7 separate regions of the Mus musculus genome follow, and all the other regions are linked to region 1. Evidence: chromatin contacts called from public HiChIP or PLAC-seq and promoter capture Hi-C data. All regions are on one chromosome and are shown on one strand. The core of a region is the stretch at or near the end of the contact, and the rest is flanking DNA. Distances in the headings are between cores, read along the strand shown.

Region 1 (2,712 bases), core at 41-2,540:
CAAATCTGTAACCTGTTTGTGCTTGAGTCTCATCTGTTAGCACGGCACGAATCACAATAAATGGGGGCTGGAGATGCCACTCAGTTGGTAGAGTCATTGCCCGACATGAGTTGAAGGCCTGGGTTTGGTTCCTAGAACCAAACAGAACATGTATGGTAGCACAGGCAGGCAGATCAGGATTTGGAAGTGACTGAAGTTCGAGGACTGCCTGAGATACACGAATCCTCAGCTGCACAGCCAGTTGTCAGCCTCTTTGGGCTACAGGAAACCCTGTCTTAAAAAACTAACCACTAGCCGGGCGTGGTGGCCCACGCCTTTAATCCCAGCAGGCAGACAGATTTCTGAGTTCGAGGCCAGCCTAGTCTACAAAGTGAGTTCCAGGACAGCCAGGGCTATACAGAGAAACCCTGTCTCGAAAAACCAAAACAAACAAACAAACAAACGAACAAAAAAACTAACCAAAAAAACTAATCACCGCCAGGCGTGGTGGCACACACCTTTAATCCCAGCAGCACTCGGGAGGCAGAATCAGGCAGATTTCTGAGTTCGAGACCAGCCTGGTCTACAAAGTGAGTTCCAGGACAGCCAGGGCTACACAGAGAAACCCTGTCTCGAAAAACCAAAAACCAAACCAAACCAAACCAACCAACCAACCAAACAAAAAACCCCTAACTACCACTGTACAAGGGTCAGGCAGAAGAATTACATGTTCAGAGACTTTCTGGGGAATTTGGTGACACCCTCTTTCAAAAATAAAGTAAGGAGTGAGCTGGGAGGGTGGGGGGAATGGTGGTGTGCAGCTTGGAGGTACAACACTTGATATCAAGTATAATGCCTTGGGTTCAATACCGGCGACTGCAAACAAAAATCCCTGCTCCCGCCCCCCAACCCCCAACCATTCTCCAAGGGGTTGAGGCAGAAGGTTGAGAGTTCCAGGTCTGCTGCGACACTGAATTGTCGACCAGCAAGGCCATAGTGACTCGGCATCTCAAAAACAAATAGTAATACTTAAAAGATGCTGGGGCTCAGGGGTGGGGTGGGGTGGGGGAGCACAAGATGCAGTTCAGGGCTTGGTACCAGCCCTGGGCTGGATTCCTCACATTGCAAAGGTAAAGAGAGGCGTTAGATACCGTTCGGCGCCTGACCTTGATTTAATCACCAGATATGGTTTTCTTTTATTACCACCACCCGCGCCTTCCCGCCACCTTCCCTGGGCGTTTTCAGCCTGCTCCTCTTCGCACCCTCCCTCCCCGCAGGCGCGCTGCGCGACGCTGAGTCAAGCTGCGCCCAGTTTGGGCGGGGCCCGCGCCTGCGCACTGGCGTCTGCGGCGAGGTTGGGGGGTAGATTTATATTCGTCTGGTCAGCTGACGTTCTGCATTGCAGCCTGCGAAGTGAAGCGGCGCCATGTACGCCCTCGCCCTCTTCGCCAGCCTTCTGGCCACCGGTGAGCTTAGAAGGGTCCCCTGGTCTGGTAGAGAAGAACGCTATAGCGTCCCCTGGGTCCCGGGAACCGGGCAGTCCTGCGGTACCGGCCTCGCCCTCCGCTCGCTTCCCGGGGCGCGCTTAGGCAGGCCTCGCTGTGCGCAGGCGCAGATCGGGGCTGGTGGCGGAGGGGGACCTGTTCCAGATTCTCTGCACTGGGGGACCACTGGGAGGTGGGAGAGACGTCTTGTCCTGTGTGTGCAGGCCTTGTGCAAGGCCTTGCGGGTGACTGCGGTTCTCCCTGGGATGGAGGTTGGGAGAGGTCACTCGATGACCTCTTCCGTCGCTGTGTTGACTCTATCCTGGTGTAGGTGATAGACATGGCCTTGAAGCCCCATCCTGCAGGTCAGGTCGGCCCGTGACCTCTGTCCCAGACTGCACTCGTATGGGAGTTGCAGGAAGCGTCTTTGTGTCTGCCCCGGGCCGGGGGGTGATTTTTTTGGCTTCTGTGTGAACTCAGGAGCGTAGTAGGTCTTGGAGGGAATTGTGTAGTCCCGATTGCATTGGAACTCTTAATTTTTTTGTTTGATCTGGCAAAGCCATTGGCCAGCCTTTATTTTATAGCAAGTGTTTCTAAAATGATTTTTCTTAAAAGCACTGCAGGTTGGCAAGGCAGCGCCAGGGGACTCACACTTGGAAGGCATAGGTAGGAGGATTTTGAATTTGAGGTCAGCCTGTGCTACACAGAAAGCTCAAGGCTAGTCTGGACTGTGTATGAGATTTTTTTTTTTTTTTTTTTTGTGCAAGAAAAATGAAAAGAAACGCACTTGGTCCTGCTTGCTCTGTGTCATACATAACTCGTGAGTTCTGATTCACCCACACCACCAAAACCAGACTTCTTTTTCTCTCTCTCTGTAGTATGGGCCATTGAACTTGGATCGTAACACACGGTAAACGAACATCCTCTACTGAGTCACACTATACCCCTTACCTGTTTCCTTGGAAAAATTATTTCTAATACACATGTAGTTCATTTGACTGCCAGTCTAGTTAACTGGGTTCCTTCTTCCTTCTTAGGTAGATGGGAGGACCCTGATGGCCTTGGTCTAAAACTCCAGGCTCTGTGCCTCACGTCAAGGTCATACTGAAGAATGGTAGCTTGTCTTGACTGTCCACCATTGAGTTGTTGGTTGTCTATGATGACTGCAAACCACGTGTGCTCCCTGAGGCTCTTAGGACTTATGGGCTCAGTGTGGCACTACTGTAGTTCAGGGTGCCACTCATAGCTT
Region 2 (2,700 bases), core at 191-2,690, 330 kb before region 1:
GAGCCACCTGCATACAACCTAGAGACTTCCTGGAGAACACTTCCTTCCCCCACCTGGCCCTGCGCCCCTCAGGTGGCTATCGTCAGTTTTCTAACACAGGGGACAGTCCTTCAGTCCTTGCCTGCGGGTCTCCACCACAGAAATTCCTTGTCTTCACTTTGGGGGGCAGTGAGAAACCCTCCCCGCACCCCACCCCAGGATGTAGTTCAACACTCTTCAATGAGCAGCTGCTCGGAGCTGTAGAGTTTCTTCTTGATGACTCTGAAGCCGGTACTTAGCGTCAGGGACTGGCTGTAACCAGGGACCAAGGAAGAGTTGGCAGAACTTAACAGCCCCTGGATCTTGGGCCAGAGGCGAGAGTCCAGACGCAGCACCAGGGTCAACTGAAAGGTGGGCACCAGGCTGGGGTCGAGGGCCAGCTGAGCCACGCTATGGCAGCTCTTGCCTTGCTCCACACACACGTCCAGCAGTGCCCCCCGCAGGCCGCACGGCTCACTGTATGCCAGGCGCAGGAGTTCCTTGCCCACCTGGCTCACCAGCTGGCTCGGCATGAGCAAACGCGCAGGGCGCCGCGAGCCCAATCGCGCCTGGGACAGGCTCTCCTGCAGCAGCTGCATCAGGTTGGCACACAGGTGCTCATCCTCGGGGTCACTGAGCAGCTCAAAGTCGGGCAGGGACACCCCATCCAGGTATGAGGAGTCTGGATAGAGAGAACACAGGGAAAGGGTATTGTATTAGAGCGCCTTCCACAGGAGCTGTACGGGCGGGGGAGGTGCAGTTTGCCTAAGCAAACAGTGTCCCTTTCCACTCCGTGCCTCAGTTTCCGCCCCGCAGTCTTGTCTTCTAACCCTAGAGTAATCTGTTTTTTCGTGCTGGGGTGGGAAGCCAAGGTGGCTTTGAGCCGATTCAGCTCGCTTCGTACCCACCTCCCGGGACCCCTCCCACCCCCCATCCCCGAACCCAATTCGGCCCCGGCTGAGTGCTCACCTTCCTCCGGCCCGAAGCCACTGTTGCTGCTGTCCAGGGACTCGCAGTCCGAGCTCTCCAGGCTCGCGCAGCGGTCAAGGCCCTCTTCTCTGGCTGCAGACCCCCAGGCGGAGCGCGGCGGCCGATCAGCGGCCGGAGTTCGAGACGAGGACGAAGAGGAAGAGGAGGACGAGAAACGATCCCAGAGGCTAGGCATGGCGGGGTCAGACGCCAGGACGCTGGCTGCTAAGGTCCGAATGAAGGCGCACAGAAGCCGCTGAAAGACAAGAGGGACAAGGATTTGGCGTCAGTGTCGGCGTTGCACAGGATTGAGGGCTCTGAGGCCCCAAGAGCCGAGGTCACTCCCCGACAAGATGTGCACACCCGGGAGGGACACTCACCAGCTAGCGCGGTCAGCGAAGATTGCGGACAAGAGCGCTCTGCCTCTCGAAGGGTGAGCGAACTGGTGCCAACCCCCGATCGCTGCCCGGACCTGTCCCTTCGAACCCTCTCGCACCTCCCCCCTGCCTGCTGCGATCCCTAGCACCAGCGAGCAGCAGCCTATAAGGGCTCTCCCGGCGAGGCCACGCCCCCTCCAGGTCGCAGCCCAATCGAGACCCGGGAGTGTGGCCCACCTCAGCCAATAGGCACCGGGCGCACGTTCGCAACGTTCTCTCCTGCCTGGTGACAGCGGCCTGGCCCCGCCCCCACGGAGCCCCAGAACGCTCCCGGCCGAACCCCTCTCCCCTCGCCTTAGCTTCGGCCACACCCCCTTTCTGGAAGGGATCCGAGGCGGCTTTCAGCAGCTGCCAAGGTCCCTGAGGGCGCTCGCGGTAGGGGAGGATCAAGGAAAGACTTGTTTATTATAGGGGCGCGTTGCTGGGGGAGGGGACGGCCCGTGACTGCACTGAAAAGAAGAGTTGGGGGACCTGGTGCGGCTTGAGCAGGGGAGAAAGGTACCCCTAGCTTCTGGGAGCCCAAGGGCCAAGGACACTACCGGGCGCACAACTGGATGCCCCATGGGACCGTGGCGCGGCGGCAGACGTTACTCCGTTGTCCCATGAGCATCAGTCCCACGCTGTCTTTGCTTCTGACACGCGATGCACTTTTGGTAATAGGTCCAAAGACAAGGCATCTCAGGGCCATCGGCTCCCACGTCCCCTCATCAGTGTTCCTGTTACTCTGCAGCCCCGGGGGAGCAGGGTGTAGGTTCAGGAGGACATCAAGTGCTTGCCAATTCGAGATTGTCCTCTAGCAGAGGGTTTGGGTAGGAGTTAGAGTTCACGGACTCCGATTCTTAGCGCCTGGTCCACGGCCAGGGAACAAGGGCTCACATCAAACCGACACAGTGACCCACCCGCAGGCCTTAGGGGGACAGAACACTGCAGGGCCAAGTGCCTCCCAAACCCACTGCGGCAGAGCCCCTGGCGTCCGCCGGGTCCTAGAACCCCTCCCATGCTTTGTGTTAAGGGGGGGAAAAGCGGCGGATCGGGGGTGGGGGGTGGGGTGGCAGGAGAATTCAATTCAATGGAACCCAGGACCGAGGTCTTTGGAAAAGTCCAAATGCAAGAGCCATATGGGGTTTCATCATTCAGGCGAGGCAACAGGAAATATAGCCTGGCAGCGATGCTCTAGGGCTGATAGCGATTTGTTTAGGGTAGGAGGAGATTCAGTCGGACTAGACCTGTTTTTTTGTTTTTTTTTTTGTTTTTTTTTTTTATAAAAAGGTTTGTT
Region 3 (2,700 bases), core at 201-2,700, 400 kb before region 1:
ACCGTCAGCCCTCCCTCCGTCTTCCCTACACCGTATGGTTGCACAATCCCGATTGCCATTCCCATCGCCAATACATCCTCCCTATATCAAACATCTAATATTCAAACTTCTCAGAGGGAGTTCCGACCCAGCTAAGTCTCCATGGCAGTTCTCCCAACACTCACCCCTCCTCTTCCCCTGCCCACCTCCTTTCCAACCCTGCTCCATCCCTCCCTCTACCCCTGTGACTATTTCATTTCCTCTTCTCAGTGAGATTCAAACATCCTTTCCTGGGCTCTTTTTGTTACTTAGCTTCTTTGGGTCTGTGGATTGTAGAATGGTTATCCTGTACTCTATCTATGGCTATAATCTACTTATAAGTGAGATACCATGTTTGTTTTTCTGAGTGTGGATTATCTCACTCGGATGATCTTTTCTAGTTGTGTGTGTGTGTGTGTGTGTGTTTATATGTTTTATATGTTTATGTTATATATTTATGCTTTATATATATGTATATGTGTGTGTATCTGCAACTCGATGAATATATATTCACCGAGTCTCACTTGATTATAACAGCTGCTCTTTAACTTTTGTTTGTGTCTGTTTCTCGAGACAGAGTTTCTCTTTGTACCTTTGGCTGTCCTGGAACTCACTTTGTAGACCAGGTTGGCCTTGAACTCAGAGTCCTTCTGCTTCCCAAGGGCTGGGATTGAAGGCTTACACCACCATCGCATTGCACCCTTTAACATTCATTTGGTTTATTGTAGTTTCTTGTGAAAGACCATAGTGCAAGGGCTAAGAAATAGCCAGGAGATTTAGCCTAGTGGAAGTCATTGGCAACCTTCACTAAGTTGCTGTCACTTAAGTGGGAGGTAGGCTGAGCTGCATCCTGACTGGTGTGACTCTGTAGTGACTCCTGTAAACTCCTCCTTAATCCCCGCAATAACTCACAACGAAAATCCTTATGCGGAGCCTTTCCATCTGTTATTTCCTCCAGTCGAACCACCCTTCCTCCAATCACATGTTCCTGTTTCTTTAGAGTTCAGAGCCTGTAAAATGAGTTTCTGATATATTAAGCTATCTTAAATGGTAGCCCTCCCTTCCATCCCTCTACTTTTCGATATTTGCCTTGACTGTGTCACTATCTGAATGTTTCCGTTTACTTGACTTCTCCCCACCCACGAAAGCTCTGTGAGGACACGGTTTTGTTTTGATACCACTGCCACATCAGACAGCAGCGTCTGACAATCGGTAAACATCTGTACGATTCACAGATAGTCGGACTGGAACGCAGAGGCTACCACCCGAACGTGCGCGCACACTCAACTTCAGCATTTGCGCTCTAGAGCGCCCGCGCGTTCTAGCGCCTCCGAACCGAACGCCCCTTTCTTAGGAGACATACGGTAGGGCTTCCGCCCGGGTTCAACCCTCACTCAAATCCCGGGAAGGAGGGGCGGAGGGTTATGTCATCCTTCCGCGCCGGCCTGCCCCGCGACGCGCCGGCGGCTGGCGCAGCCCTTCGCTCGCCCGGCCTCCCCCTCCCTGGTTCCGTGCTCGGGTTCCGCCATGGAATCCAACAAGGATGAAGCCGAGCGCTGTATCAGCATCGCCCTCAAGGCCATCCAAAGCAACCAGCCCGAGCGGGCGCTGCGCTTCCTGGAGAAGGCGCAGCGGCTCTACCCGACGCCACGAGTCAGCGGTGAGTGGGAGGCGCCGCAGGGACCGAAGGGGGCATTAGCACGGATCGGGGGACCACGGGAACGGACCGACGGGAGCAGTTGGCGGAGGGGGGAGGGGTGGCGAGGCGCGGCTACGCCTGCGCACTGGCGCGCGCGGGTGCTGCTGGGATTCGTAGTCCAGCGGTGCCGCGGTCTCTAGGATGCTGGCCCCCTGGAGACCCCCGAGGGCCCGGCTCCCAACCCCTTCCCAGTGCTTGTGGAGGCCTCTGGAATGTGAGGTTTCTGGGAAGGAGACGCGCTGGGAGACCCGGTGAAGAGGACTCTTGTGGACGCGAAAGCGAACTACTTCTCCCAGAGGGCTGTTCGGTGGCTCAGGGCCACTGGCCGGCCTGGGAAATATTATAGTTCAGGAAAATAAACATAACTATTCTAAGGGAGAATGGGTTCTAGAGAGGGAAGGAATTCATTCGCTCCAATCAGAGAACCCTTAGCGAAATAAGACATTCCAACTCGCAGTCCTTCCTGCAGTCTCTTGAAAGCGGTGTTTCGGAGTGGATGGATTGTTGAAGATCCCAGTGTCAGCCACCCTATCCCACCTTCTTCCTCAGCAAGCCCGGGTGGCGGGTCTTATGGACTGCTACGGCTGCTGAGCTCCAGGTAGCTAATAGCCTAGGTCTGAGACCTCCCAACCCAGGGAGGGAATAGTGATCTTGTCTTCGCTACCCAATCGTCTCACTTTACCTGGTAACCTCCCCCTCATTTTTGCGTTTGTAACCGAAGTGACCAAAGAAAATTTTAATACCAGCTGGGAAGGAGAAAGACACAGGATTTGTTTCTGTGGAGTTAGTAAACTCTCTGACATGTAGCAGACTTTCAGAATTAAGAGACCCACATCTCATCGTGAGCTTGGGTTTCCCCATCTGGAAGTTCAGGAAGTTGGAACAGATAATGTATATAAACAAGAATACCCATAGTGCTTTTCTGTGTAGAAAGTTCTTTCTCGTGTGTTTTGCCACCTGATCCTGTAAAGTCAGGAAGACAG
Region 4 (2,700 bases), core at 137-2,636, 360 kb before region 1:
CGTGGTACACATCTAGAAAGGAGCCCTGTGTTCGATCTTTGGCACCTCATAATCTGGGTGTGGTGGTACACACCCTGTCAGGACACTCAGGCAGTACAAGTGGGAGGATCAGACGTTCAAGGGCATCCTTGGTTCCTTAGTGAGTTCTAGCCTGTCTGGGATACAAGAGACGCTGGCTTTTTGTCGGTTTTTTTTTTTTTTTTCAGGTCAGAGTTTCTTTGTGCAGCCCTGGCTGTCTTTGGAACTTGCTCTCTGTAGACCAGGCTGGCTTCGAACTCACAGAGATCTACCTGCCTCTGTCTCCTGAGTGCTGGGATTTAAGGCGTGCAGTTTCTGAGACTCTAATTAATAAAAACAATAACAACAAAGCAAGCAGGCAACATAATTTCTACAACAGCAACAAAGTGGCTACTGCCAGGAAGGGGCCTGAGGGCTGAGACAGACAGAGGAGAAGTCAGGAGCAGGAGATGGTCCCCGTGGCAGGTAGGACAGCTTGAGTGAGGCCCCCAGATGTGGCAATGATGAGTGGGGTAGCCCCCAATTCAAAAATCAGGTCTCCAGCAGATAGAATGAAAGCATAGACTTGGGCTCACAGAGGCCAAGAGAAGGGGGACAGGAAGTGGCCAATGCTCAAACTGTGCCTCTGCTTTCCCCCCACAAGCCCCTGCGGCTGCGGACAGAATTCCCAAGCTTCTGGTTCATATCACAGTAGTCCACACAGTCTTTATACCCGTTCTTCCTAAGAAGGGTTGTGGACAGGTGATGGGCCTGACTCAAAGCTCTCAGCTGGTACTGTCTGTTCACAAGGCTATCTAACAGCGGGAGGGCGACACAGAAAGCCCAGGACCAGATTCTAGAGTGGAAACTCCAGTCCCAACAGCCCGGGTGGGTGGCTGTTCCCTCCTAAGCCTCGAAGCCTATAGGAAAGCCCTCACAGAGGTCATAACGCCCTCATGAAAGCCACATATGTTCACCTTCTGGAAGTAATTATTATTCCTATTTACAACGAAGCATCTGGTGCCCAGAGAGGTTAAATTCACTGCCCGAGATCTCGCAGCAGCAAGCAACGGTTGGTTGGCCCGCCCAGTTCAGAGGGAGGAGCATGTGATGTTCTTGTACCCGTGAACTCGGGAATACGTTTGGCAAAACCAGGGGGCTTTTGCGTGCACGAGCTGGAGGCCCAGCTGTGTTGGCAGGAGCTGATGCAAATGTGTGCGCACCCAGCTTAGACAGCGGCAAACAGCTCGTAGGAATGTGTTGATGGCGGGGTGTGGGGCGGTGCCACCATTGCCACGTGCATTTCTGCTGCCAGCCCAATGTTCTGCTCCCTGTTGATAAACAACAGTCTAAGCAAGCAAATAGACCAAGCAGGGGACAAAAGAAAAGCGAGCGAGCGGGCGGTGCTCTGGCCAGTAGGGGCGTGGCGCAGGGTGGCAGGCTAGCCAGGAGTGGCAGAGGGACTGGAAGTTCTGGCAGGTTGTTTTCTCAGCTGGGCGTGGCAGCCTGTGCCAAGCACCTGATGCCCGTAAACATGAAAACAGGGGTGAGGACACTGTGTCAGGAAGACGGTGTTCTTCCTGGGCTGTTAGACATAGGTTTCATTAGCAGCTGGAACCACGGCAAATACGTCATGCCTCCCAAGCCGGAGGATTCCTCAAAAGTCAGTCTCTTGGAAGAAGCTGAAGCTCCAAGCCCAGCAAGGCTCGTGATTGCTAACCCGAGCCTGCCATCTGGCACAGGCGTGGCCTGAAAGGACATCTGAATCCCGAGAGAGTTCTGGGGTTCTACTTCACCTCATTATTGCCTCCCAGAAACTCCTCCAGTAGCTTCCCTTCCATTAATTTAACTCTGCTCCATCTCTGAGCCTGCCTTGTTTCTCACCTCCACCTGGAAGCCCTCCAGGTCGTCCTAAGAAGTCTTCAGAAAGATCCCCCAAAGCTCACTGTTACTGTCTAGTGAGCTCCTGCAGGGCACTGGATGGGACGTAGTGAGGAGAGAGACCCCAGGAAGAGCCCCAGGGAGTGTTTACATAGGACTTCCAGCTCAGTGCTGGGGAGATGGCTCTGTTCGTAAGGTGCTGGCCATGCAAGCCTGGGGACCAGAGTTCCCATGGGGTTCATGGGAAATGCTGGGCATGGTGGCATGCTTCGGTAATCCCAGCACTGCAGAAGCAGAGGCACGCTGATGCTTAAGCCTGGGTGACTCAGGGAGTTTCTAAGCCAAGTGAGGGACCCTTGAAAATGACCCTCAAGGTTGACCTCTGGCAGCCCCTTGCAGGAATGCAGACACACACACGCACGCACACATACACACACGCACGCACACATACACACACGCACGCACACATACACACATGTACGCACGCACGCACGCGTGCACCATTACAATAAATAAAATATCTTCCTGTTCTGGGTGCACATCGATTAGCATGTGACAAGGACCAATAGAAGCCACTTAAACGTGGTGTTATATCAACAAGAGTGGTCTGGCCTGGTTTGGAAAGAGACATTAACACATGGGAGCAGACAAGCCACCCTGTCCCATTATGGTGGTTTGAATATGCTTGGCCCAAGGAGTGGCACTATTAGGAGGTGTGGCCTTGTTAGAGGAAGTGTTTCACTATGGGGGTGGGCTTTGAGACCCTCATCCTAGCTGCCTGGAAGCCAGTCTTCTCTTGTTTGCCTTCAGATCAAGATGTAG
Region 5 (2,700 bases), core at 186-2,685, 360 kb after region 1:
ACACACACAGATGCCGAGAAGAGAGCCTGCCCGGGTGAGAGGGCAGGGCAGCAGGGGGTGGGCATGCATCCACTCCCTAGCATCCTTTAATGAGCATGGAACAAGGCAGAATATGATTTCAGGAGAGGAAAAAAGTGTCGTTTTCTGCCAGGAAGTGGGTGGGGAGCGGAGGAGCTGAGAACTGAAGCCTTGACGGTGTGCCCGGATCTGTGCTGGGCACGTGTCGGATGTCATGTGTCACCGTCCATATGTCAGCACCCTGAATGAGGGCACCAGGCTGAGGCAGGGATCAGTCCCTGTTGGGGGTCATAGGCAGGCAGGCTGTCTTTTCTATACAGTTCCTGGTCTAATTTCAGAACATGCTATTTCCCAAACAGACCCAGATATTGACATTTGGGGGCTGAACGGCAGGCAATGCCATTCTGCTGCCTGAGTTCTCCAGCCCACCACACACATGCACCGAGCTAAGGAAGAGCACGGCCTCCAACAGAGCTGTTTGCATCTTCCGTGGAGTCAGGGGTGGGCATCTTCATTCTCCAAAGAGGCTGTCCACCCTGGGATCCTGGTTTTCTGAGGTCAGAGGCCTCATCTAGAAGAACGAATACACACACACACACACACACACACACACACACACCTCGCCTTCTATCTTCTCTTCCAGAGACTGTAAGAGTCTGTGTGAGACCCACAGCCTAACATTGGACAGAGCTTGGGGTGTCTTATAGAAGAGTTGGGGAGAAGATTGTGGGTCCTGGAGGGGATAGGAACTCCACAGGAAGACCAACAGAGTCAACTAACCTAGACTCTTGGGGGCTCACAGAGACTAAACTACCAACCAAAGAGTATATTGAGGCTGGACGGAGGCCCACGGCACATATGTAGCAGATGTGTAGCTTGGTTTTCATGTGGGTCCCCTCACAACTGGAGTAGGGGCTGTCCCTAAAGCTATTGCCTGCCTGTGGAATCTGTTCCCTTAACTGGGCTGCCTTGTCTGGCCTCAGTGGAAAAGGATGTGACTAGCCCCACAGAGACTTGATGTGACAAATGGGGGAGGGGTGATATCCAGGGGAGCCCCCACCCTCTCAGAGGAAAAGGGGAGGGATTATGTTTGAGGAGGATGGGGAGAGGGAGCAGTGATTAGGTTGTAAAATAAATAAATAAATAAATAAATGAATGGAAACAAATTAAAAAGTAAGAGGCTGAAGGAGGCCAGGGAAGACCTGGTGCTGTTGCTGTCTGCATGGCTTCAGGTCTGTTGCAGTGCCCTGCACAGGAGGAAGGGACATCCCCAGCTGAGCCGGTGGGGGGACAACCATCCTTGCCACGCAGCACATACCATTCAGTATTTCATCACAAAAGCATAACACTCTGCGAACTACACTAACCAGCCCTGCTGTACAGGAAGATGGATGCTCTGAGAGTGAAGTGAGTGCTCCCTTGGGGACCGACCAGGCTCAAGCACTTCCTCCATAGCCTGTGGCTGAATGCACCACAGAGTGCTCAGCCAGGAGCTTCGGCCACCCCAGCTTCAGAAGCCACCATCCCCTCCATGACATCCCACGTCCACAGATTCCTTGGGACTCCCTCGGTGACAAGTGTCAGTGGGGAAGCACCTAGAGAAGGAAAGCAGCTCTCTGTGCCTTAATTGACTATTAATTGTCCCTGTGCTTTTAATGAAGGCTGTCAGGAGTGATTATGGACTGCGTATGACCACTCTGTAAACACAGGAGGCGGGGCTGGGGGTGGAGCTTGCCCATAAGTAGAGTCATCTCTCCAGTGTCCTTCCTCGCTGACGTGCCTGCCTGGTACCTAGGAGGGACTCCAGCTGAGGTAAAGCGAGCATAACCTGTTTCCCAATCAGGAGGCCTGCAAGCCTGCAAGACAGGCAGAGAGGCTCCTGGGATCCCACACCTCGCTCCAAGGCAGTGGCTCTCAACCTTCCTAATGCTGCAACCCTTGAATGCAGTTCCTCACGGTGTGGTGATCCCCAGCCACTTCATAATTGCAATTTTACTACTGTTACAAATTGTAATGTAAATAGCTGTGTGTTCCAATGGTCTCAGGTGATCCCTGGGAAACAGTTGTTTGAACCTCCGAAGGGGGTTGCAACCCACAGATTGAGAACCACTGCTCTAAGGCTAGCTGTTGTCCAGGGCTGAATCACCCAGGCTGGATAAGGCAGCACTCTGATACTCAGGGGGTACAGCGGGGCTAACACAGCAGACCCAAGTGGGGTCTGCACCCCCTCCACACAGCAGCAGCATTAGCTAAGAATGTGCTAAGAACACAGGATCTCTGGCTAACCCTCCACCCCTCCGCCCTGAGCTTCTAAGTAAAATAAAACTAGGGGTCATAGGTCAGGACTGAAAATCTCTACAGGTGGCAAGGTGGGGGGGGGTGTCTTAAGCCTCCTCTAGTGTCAGACCTACTGGGAACAGGCAAGGCACGCAGTGACAGAGGCCTGCTATGCCTAGATTATAAGATAGGGAAACTGAGGCAGCCATTGCAAGGGCATGCAGCAGGAAGGAAACTAGTACTTCAGACTTGAGCCCTCCTTCAGGAGTGAGACTGTCAGCCTGCAGATATATTTCTGATTTCTGATACTGTCCACCCTTAGGTGGACAGCCTGGCCTCATTGCTAAGGATTTGGTCACCTTGGCAGGTTAGGGAATTCCCTGGACGATCAGAGATTCTGATGCA
Region 6 (2,700 bases), core at 103-2,602, 460 kb after region 1:
TTAAAGTCAACCGCAACAAACTAACTGCAAGGGAGGGGAACTCAGGGTCTTCTATGCTCCAGCACTTCAGAGAGGGACAGGGAGGGAGGGAGGGGAAGGGATGCTATGGAGGAAGAAATAGAGGGGATGGAGGGAGAGGAAGAAAGAGAAGGAGGGAGAGGAAGGAAAAGAAGGAGGGAGGGAGCGAGGGAGGGAGGGAAGGAGGAGGAAAGTCAACCAAGAGCTGACTATCTTGCTTTGGTCATGAACCCCAGATGAGCTCTGAGCTGCAGTAAGGCTTACACACACTAAGCATTTGCTGTGTAACAAACAGGAGGGATTTAAATGGATTAAGCCATTTAACTCTAAGCAAAGAAAAGGCAGCCTGTGAGTATTCAAGTGCTTAAGAAACGCAATGCACAATGGAGGAAAGAGATCACAGGAGCCAAGTGCAAAGCAGTGTGTGCACACGTGTAAAACCCTCATCCCCTCGACGATCAGGATGGAGGAGTCCAACACACACACACACACACACACACACTCACCATCCCAGGAGCTCGGTGCATCCCACTGGGAGCAACAGAAGGAGTGTGAAGGCTTTTTCACAGCTCCAAGCCCAAAGATCTGTGAGAATTTCCTGCTAGGTTCTTACAGTTGCTGCTGTTTGCCTAACCAGAAGAGAGATGAGTTTCACTGAGTTCCAGGGGAGGAGGCAGGATCTGCCTTGGGGACAATGGAAACTGCATGGCTGTAAGGAGAGGTCCTGGAGCGAGTGGTGGGGCTGTGGTCAGGCCTGGACAGAGGGTCTGACTGACAGCACAGAACAAAGATGAGAGGCATAAATGCCCCAGGTGCCCCCTGGGCTGTGGCACAGACCCTCTCGGGTCTCTTGAAGGCTGCAGAGGGCTTTGTGCTCTCTGGAAGGGGCGCCCTGACTGTAAGATGACAGCCTTGAAATTAAAATGATAATCGCAGCTCATCACCCGTGAGTCTTAGAAACAGCCTGCTGCCTCTCAGGTGCCCCTCATTGTCCCTGCCCTGATGGGCTCAGCAGAGCCTGGCCTGGGCTGGGCAGTCAGTCAATTACCTCCTGACACACTGGCTGAGCCCATGTGAGGCCAGGCAGGCCTCGGAGGGAAAGGAGAGAGTGAGGGACAAAGGCTAGAGGAGAAATGGAGAACCCTCTGTCCTTGGCAGGCTCCCTCCATCCCCTGGCCAGACCTGGAACTGTGGCTTTTTCCAAGGAAACTCAGAGTCCCTGGGTATTTTAGGGACAGGGATTTTCCAGATAACTGAATGTCCTGGTTTGCATACAGCCACAATGAAGACTGCCTTTTACAGTTGGGAAGCGTTTTTAGCCCTGACAACTACAGGAGGCCCAAGTCCCTTGCTGGTGACTAAGCCCCATTTCTGAAGGACAAGCCAGTGGTGGGGGAATGGGTTCAGGCTGGGCCATTGAGCCAGAAGCAGGGCCTGGCCTGCAGATGGTGATATGAAGTGGGCCTGGCACCTCCCATGCAAATGCGAAGATGGTATTTGCACTGTGTGTGTGTGTGTGTGTGTGTGTGTGTGTGTGTGTGTGTGTGTGTGAGAGAGAGAGAGAGAGAGAGAGAGTGAAAGAGAGAGGGAGAGAGATTGTGTGTGTGATTATGTTGTGTATGTAAGAGAGTGGGGGAGGGAGAGAAAGAGAGAGGGAGAGAGTGCATGAGAGAGAGAGAGAGAGAGAGAGAGAGAGAGAGAGAGAGAGAGAGAGAGAGAGACTGAAGCTAGGGCTCTGTACCTGATAGGCAAGCACTCTCCTCTTGAGCCCTAGGTTTCTTTATTTTGGGACACAGTCTCACCAAGTTATCCAGGCTGTCTTTGAACTCAATCTCTATCCAACCAAATCTTGAACTTTTGATCCTGTCTCTATAGCTGGGATTGCAGGCCCGGCCTGGTGGCAGACACTTAAGATGGCCCCATGACCTCTGCCAGGGGCATTCTCAGTCTGGGATGCTCTATTCACCAAGGGTGGGCTTCTAGCCAAGAGAGGTAAGCAAATGGGACAGGCACACAGGACTGAGTGCCCATCAGTACCAGATAGCATCTGACTAGGTTCTTCTTCTCAGCTGACTTTCAGGAGACAGGTGGCCTTCTGGGAAACCCCATACACCAAGGATCTGCAGGTGACCCCGAGCTGCTGAGGCTGGTCTCCTGTAAGAACGCAAGCTGGCGGGTGCCCAGCCACTAGGTACTAGATTCTGTCAGGAACCCAAGGGAGCTTGAATTGACCCTCCAATGGTTCAGCCTCATCAGTGAGAACCCGGCCAAGCCAAACCTGGACCTTGGGCCTGGCCTTGCCCTCAGGGGAACAAAGGTCAGCTTGCTGGGAACGCTGGTCCCTCCAGCCTCCCCTTGCCACCTCTCTGCGGGAATGCCCCATTCCAGTGAATGACACTTGATCTATGTGCTCGCCAGGCCCACCAAGCCTGTATACTGTCTGCTGTGTGGAAGGCGGAGTAACTCTCCCAGAAGGGTGCTAGGGGCAGGAAGTTGAATCAATGCCCCAGAGTTAACTCTGGCCAACGTGAGGTAGGAAGTGAAAAGATGCTCACACATGAAATCGCTAGTCTCTTCCTACCCTAACTGCAGTTCTGAAATGTGCTACAGTCCCCACGGCTGCTGGGGACACTGTCATGGAGCTGGGTATTAGCCGTCTTTGTTGCTGAGCTGTGGCCAGCT
Region 7 (2,886 bases), core at 290-2,789, 420 kb after region 1:
ACACACACACTTACACACTCATACTCACACACACATACACATGAGCATGTGCTGAAATGTTAAGGAATGGCTGCTAATACATACAGTCATACTATACACATCATTCTAGAACTTGCTTTTGTTTTGTAGCTTTGTCTCTATTGTCACACAGTGAACCTGTCCCCTCGTTACATCTGCATGTGTTCTAGTAGAGGACAGCTAGGATAAAACATCGATCTGCCAGGTCCCATATGGCTTTCCTGGTCTCAGGTATGGAGCTGGCCAAAGAATGAACAACAGGTCAGGGAGAAGGCAGAGCCCATGGGGACTGAGGGACACTGGGCAAGGCCTGCTCTTGTAGGCTCAGAGTCTCCCGCTAACTACACACAGAAACCAATTGCCCTTTATAAAAGAAGAGCGGGCTGAGTATAGTAGCACACACCTGTAATCCCAGCTATTTAAGAAGCTGAGGCAGGAGGATCACGATCCAAAAGTTAGCTTGGGCTGCCAATGAGTTCAAGGCTAGCCTTGATAATTTATCAAGATGTCGTCTCAAAGTAAAATTTAAAAGAGCTGATAAAGATAAAGAAAGATAAATCTTTATCATTGAGCATGGAAAGGTCTGGGTTTGAACCCCCAGTGCAGCAAACACAAAACACAAAAACACAAACAAAAACAGAAACAAAAAAGTACACCCTGGAGCAGACATCTGGGCCTCCTCTGGGCCATACTGCATCACACCACCTGAGAGAAGAGCCACTTCCATTTTAGCCAGGTTGTAAAGAACAGGAAGCGTGCTACGGAGCTCTAGATGTGGCTCAGAGAACAGAATTCAGTCTGACTCTGCCACAATCTGTCTGAAGGACCCTAAGCAGGTCACACACTCACCCAAGCCTCCTCATCATCAAGAATCATGGAGTGGAAGGTTGGGGGGGGCGGTGTCTTTCCTGCTTAGGGAGGTCTCAAATCATCTCATACTCTCAGAATCTTCTCAAAGAAGTTTAAGAGGGTTGCATCAACAAGCTCACTCAAGCTCTCCACAGCTCTATGATGCTGTGGCTTATAGTACTGTCCCCATTTCGCTGATGAGATCATTGAGGCCCAGTGGCTATTAACTGGACTGTAGGTAAGATAAATGAAGTGGAGGCTTCTGTAGCCCCAGATGTTAGCTTTTTACTCCCATGGGGGTCCAGTGGTCACGGGACAGCTCCCAAGGATAAAGACCTAGGGTGTCTTCATTTTGGAGCCATAAACCTATAGACACACAGAAGCAAGCGAGGGATGGCGGAGGTCGAGGGAAGGCATTCACAGGCTCCCAGCTGGTTTACTTAGAATGTTGGGTGCACACACCTCTTCTGTCCCCCACTTACCTGGCCACAGCTGCTCCGGCATGTCTCCCAACCAGCCCCCAGGAGGCTAAGCACCACGGGCAGGTGCATCTCAGGCACTATGGGGCATGAGGAAATGTACTACAGGTACTGGGAAGTGGTTGGTAGGAGTCTGAGGCTAGGTAGTGAGGCTCATAGTCATCCCTCACCAACTCTCCTCTGTGAGCCAGTGTGAGGTCCATGAGGATGAGCAGGAGAGGCTGGGCGTGATGGATGAGTGAGGACACATGGACCACCATTATGAGGAAACATAGACAGGAAGAGCCAGCATCCAGGCAGACATGCCATAAGAGCCCGCCACTGTCCATGGGGATCGTCCTGACCACTCCTGGCTGGAGGTACCTGCCTTGGACAAGGACATCCCATCAAACTCTCCTAATGTTCTAGAAATAAAACACCCGCACTCTGCAGGCGAGGAAAGGGCTGCGGACCAAGAGCCTGGGGCTACAGGCTTGTAATCTCAGCCACTCAAGAGTCTGGGGCAAGAAGACCATCAAGTAACCCCAGGCACCTTAGCAAGTCTCACCTCAAAACAACAAAAAGGGTCGAGGTTGCAGCTTGCTGTTAGGCTCTGGGCTCAATCCCCAACTCTGGGGGGAAAAAAAAAACTTAATTGTATAAGCTGGCCATGGCCAAGGACCAACCAAGAAGTAACATGTGATCCCAAATCACCCTAAGGAATCTCCCCAGATCCCGCCAGCCCTTTTTCTGACAAAGCCAAGTAGCTTTGGAAGAAAGCGGGGAAGCTGCTGTCCAGAGGCATCCGGGAAACTTAGAAGATACTGCCACCTGATGAGGGTTACCCAGGGCACAAAGGCTCCCAGTCCCCAGGGGAGTCCAGATCTGCAGTGCAGAGCACCACCTAGAGGCGGATCTCAGCACAGCACCCCCCTCCAGGCTGGGTGGAGAGCGGGCAAGAACCCCACAGAAATGTGGACCAAAACCACACCCTGCTGGTGTCCCCAGTGCCACCTGTCCCTCACTCTCTTCCCAAACCACCAGGTTGCCTGATTCCAGACTCACTGGGCCTGTGTCCCTAGCCCTGTCTCTAAATATGAACTGAAAATCACCTAAGGCTTAGGAACTGAGGTGGCTCAGCTGTGTGACGCTGGGCAAGTTGCTGCCTTTATCTGAGCCTCAACTCCTCCTCTGGTTATACTGGGTAGAAGAGAGGACAGATAAGTCTGGCTTTAAACTGAAACCATAACAATTAAGGTTAATTAACCTCTGTGTGCCTCGGTTGCTCATCTGGAAAATGGGTTGATGACCCAGTTATTTACTCTCTTCCATCAACCAAAGAAGAGCTTGGCTCCTGGGAGTGCCCTGTGAATGTTCCAGATAATCCCTACAGCCCATACTCTGGCTGTGGACTCCGTACCAGCCAAGAGCCCTGGTGGGTAGGACAGTACTCTCACTGAGGCCCACGAAGTGTCTAGGGGAGGGCTCCTACCCCTCCTACCCTCTCCTCTCACCTCATACTGATGCCTTGTGGACACAGTAAGCGCAGATCTCCTCAGAT

Evidence for each region. Promoter capture Hi-C pulls out the DNA fragments that hold promoters and counts their contacts. HiChIP or PLAC-seq counts read pairs in DNA pulled down with a chosen protein or histone mark.
Region 2: an H3K4me3 HiChIP or PLAC-seq map of the SCID.adh cell line shows a contact between it and region 1, with 15 read pairs. The contact joins the promoter of Ddit4 here to the promoter of Psap in region 1. A contact is called at or near these places in 2 of 39 promoter capture datasets (the C10 cell line and pre-B cells), 2 of 484 Hi-C or Micro-C datasets (the N1E-115 cell line and cortical neurons), 9 of 115 datasets of contacts at active chromatin or transcription factors (the 230-238 cell line, the SCID.adh cell line, bone marrow-derived dendritic cells and 6 more) and 1 of 9 other capture datasets (pancreatic islet).
Region 3: a contact with region 1 is called in a promoter capture Hi-C map of second pharyngeal arch cranial neural crest. The contact joins the promoter of Dnajb12 here to the promoter of Psap in region 1. A contact is called at or near these places in 13 of 39 promoter capture datasets (the 3T3-L1 cell line, the C10 cell line, the HPC-7 cell line and 8 more), 1 of 15 datasets of contacts at CTCF or cohesin (large pre-B cells), 11 of 484 Hi-C or Micro-C datasets (B cells, the C10 cell line, CD4 T cells and 6 more), 6 of 115 datasets of contacts at active chromatin or transcription factors (the 230-238 cell line, T-cell acute lymphoblastic leukemia, bone marrow-derived macrophages and 2 more) and 1 of 9 other capture datasets (liver).
Region 4: an HNF4G HiChIP or PLAC-seq map of pancreatic cancer cells shows a contact between it and region 1. The contact joins the enhancer-like site here to the promoter of Psap in region 1. A contact is called at or near these places in 1 of 484 Hi-C or Micro-C datasets (the N1E-115 cell line), 4 of 115 datasets of contacts at active chromatin or transcription factors (double positive thymocytes, embryonic stem cells, microglia and 1 more) and 2 of 9 other capture datasets (liver and pancreatic islet).
Region 5: a contact with region 1 is called in an H3K27ac HiChIP or PLAC-seq map of microglia, with 6 times the contacts expected there. The contact joins the enhancer-like site here to the promoter of Psap in region 1. A contact is called at or near these places in 2 of 39 promoter capture datasets (cranial neural crest and embryonic stem cells) and 4 of 115 datasets of contacts at active chromatin or transcription factors (bone marrow-derived dendritic cells, embryonic stem cells, large pre-B cells and 1 more).
Region 6: a contact with region 1 is called in an H3K27ac HiChIP or PLAC-seq map of microglia, with 5 times the contacts expected there. The contact joins the enhancer-like site here to the promoter of Psap in region 1. A contact is called at or near these places in 7 of 39 promoter capture datasets (the C10 cell line, the HPC-7 cell line, cranial neural crest and 4 more), 2 of 484 Hi-C or Micro-C datasets (bone marrow-derived macrophages and nephron progenitors), 19 of 115 datasets of contacts at active chromatin or transcription factors (the 230-238 cell line, the NIH/3T3 cell line, T-cell acute lymphoblastic leukemia and 15 more) and 3 of 9 other capture datasets (embryonic stem cells, liver and macrophages).
Region 7: a promoter capture Hi-C map of embryonic stem cells shows a contact between it and region 1, with 3 times the contacts expected there. The contact joins the promoter of Cdh23 here to the promoter of Psap in region 1. A contact is called at or near these places in 6 of 39 promoter capture datasets (embryonic stem cells, hippocampal neurons, liver and 2 more), 1 of 484 Hi-C or Micro-C datasets (B cells), 12 of 115 datasets of contacts at active chromatin or transcription factors (the NIH/3T3 cell line, acute myeloid leukemia, astrocytes and 9 more) and 3 of 9 other capture datasets (adipose tissue, embryonic stem cells and liver).

The regions. Positions count from the first base shown.
Region 1 is chr10:60,276,338-60,279,049 of GRCm38.p6, forward strand. It overlaps Psap (prosaposin), which reads left to right and starts at 1,291. Exons shown (of 15, transcript NM_011179.3): 1 at 1,291-1,445. The coding sequence starts at 1,406.
Region 2 is chr10:59,950,330-59,953,029 of GRCm38.p6, forward strand. It overlaps Ddit4 (DNA-damage-inducible transcript 4), which reads right to left and starts at 1,441. Exons shown (of 3, transcript NM_029083.2): 1 at 1,368-1,441; 2 at 988-1,243; 3 at 1-700. The coding sequence starts at 1,183. The coding sequence ends at 207.
Region 3 is chr10:59,878,133-59,880,832 of GRCm38.p6, forward strand. Dnajb12 (DnaJ heat shock protein family (Hsp40) member B12) reads left to right here and starts at 1,451. Exons shown (of 9, transcript NM_019965.3): 1 at 1,451-1,678. The coding sequence starts at 1,546.
Region 4 is chr10:59,919,870-59,922,569 of GRCm38.p6, forward strand. Gm40673 (a long non-coding RNA gene) reads left to right here. Exons shown (of 3, transcript XR_871747.2): 3 at 2,689-2,700. Among named protein-coding and RNA genes, the nearest start is that of Gm40673, 12 kb to the left of the region's middle. Within about 2 kb of position 1,387, at least 247 of the 459 cell types and tissues checked have an H3K27ac peak or open chromatin away from gene starts, as enhancers often do. A contact at or near this core is called in the N1E-115 cell line, pancreatic cancer cells and pancreatic islet, where this site is marked.
Region 5 is chr10:60,634,361-60,637,060 of GRCm38.p6, forward strand. All of the region lies in intron 4 of Cdh23 (cadherin 23 (otocadherin)), which reads right to left. Among named protein-coding and RNA genes, the nearest start is that of Gm51803, 51 kb to the right of the region's middle. Within about 2 kb of position 1,436, at least 33 of the 459 cell types and tissues checked have an H3K27ac peak or open chromatin away from gene starts, as enhancers often do. A contact at or near this core is called in microglia, where this site is marked.
Region 6 is chr10:60,731,394-60,734,093 of GRCm38.p6, forward strand. The region is part of intron 2 of Slc29a3 (solute carrier family 29 (nucleoside transporters), member 3); the gene reads right to left. Among named protein-coding and RNA genes, the nearest start is that of Slc29a3, 20 kb to the right of the region's middle. Within about 2 kb of position 1,353, at least 45 of the 459 cell types and tissues checked have an H3K27ac peak or open chromatin away from gene starts, as enhancers often do. A contact at or near this core is called in liver and microglia, where this site is marked.
Region 7 is chr10:60,694,951-60,697,836 of GRCm38.p6, forward strand. It overlaps Cdh23 (cadherin 23 (otocadherin)), which reads right to left and starts at 1,540. Exons shown (of 71, transcript NM_023370.3): 1 at 1,350-1,540.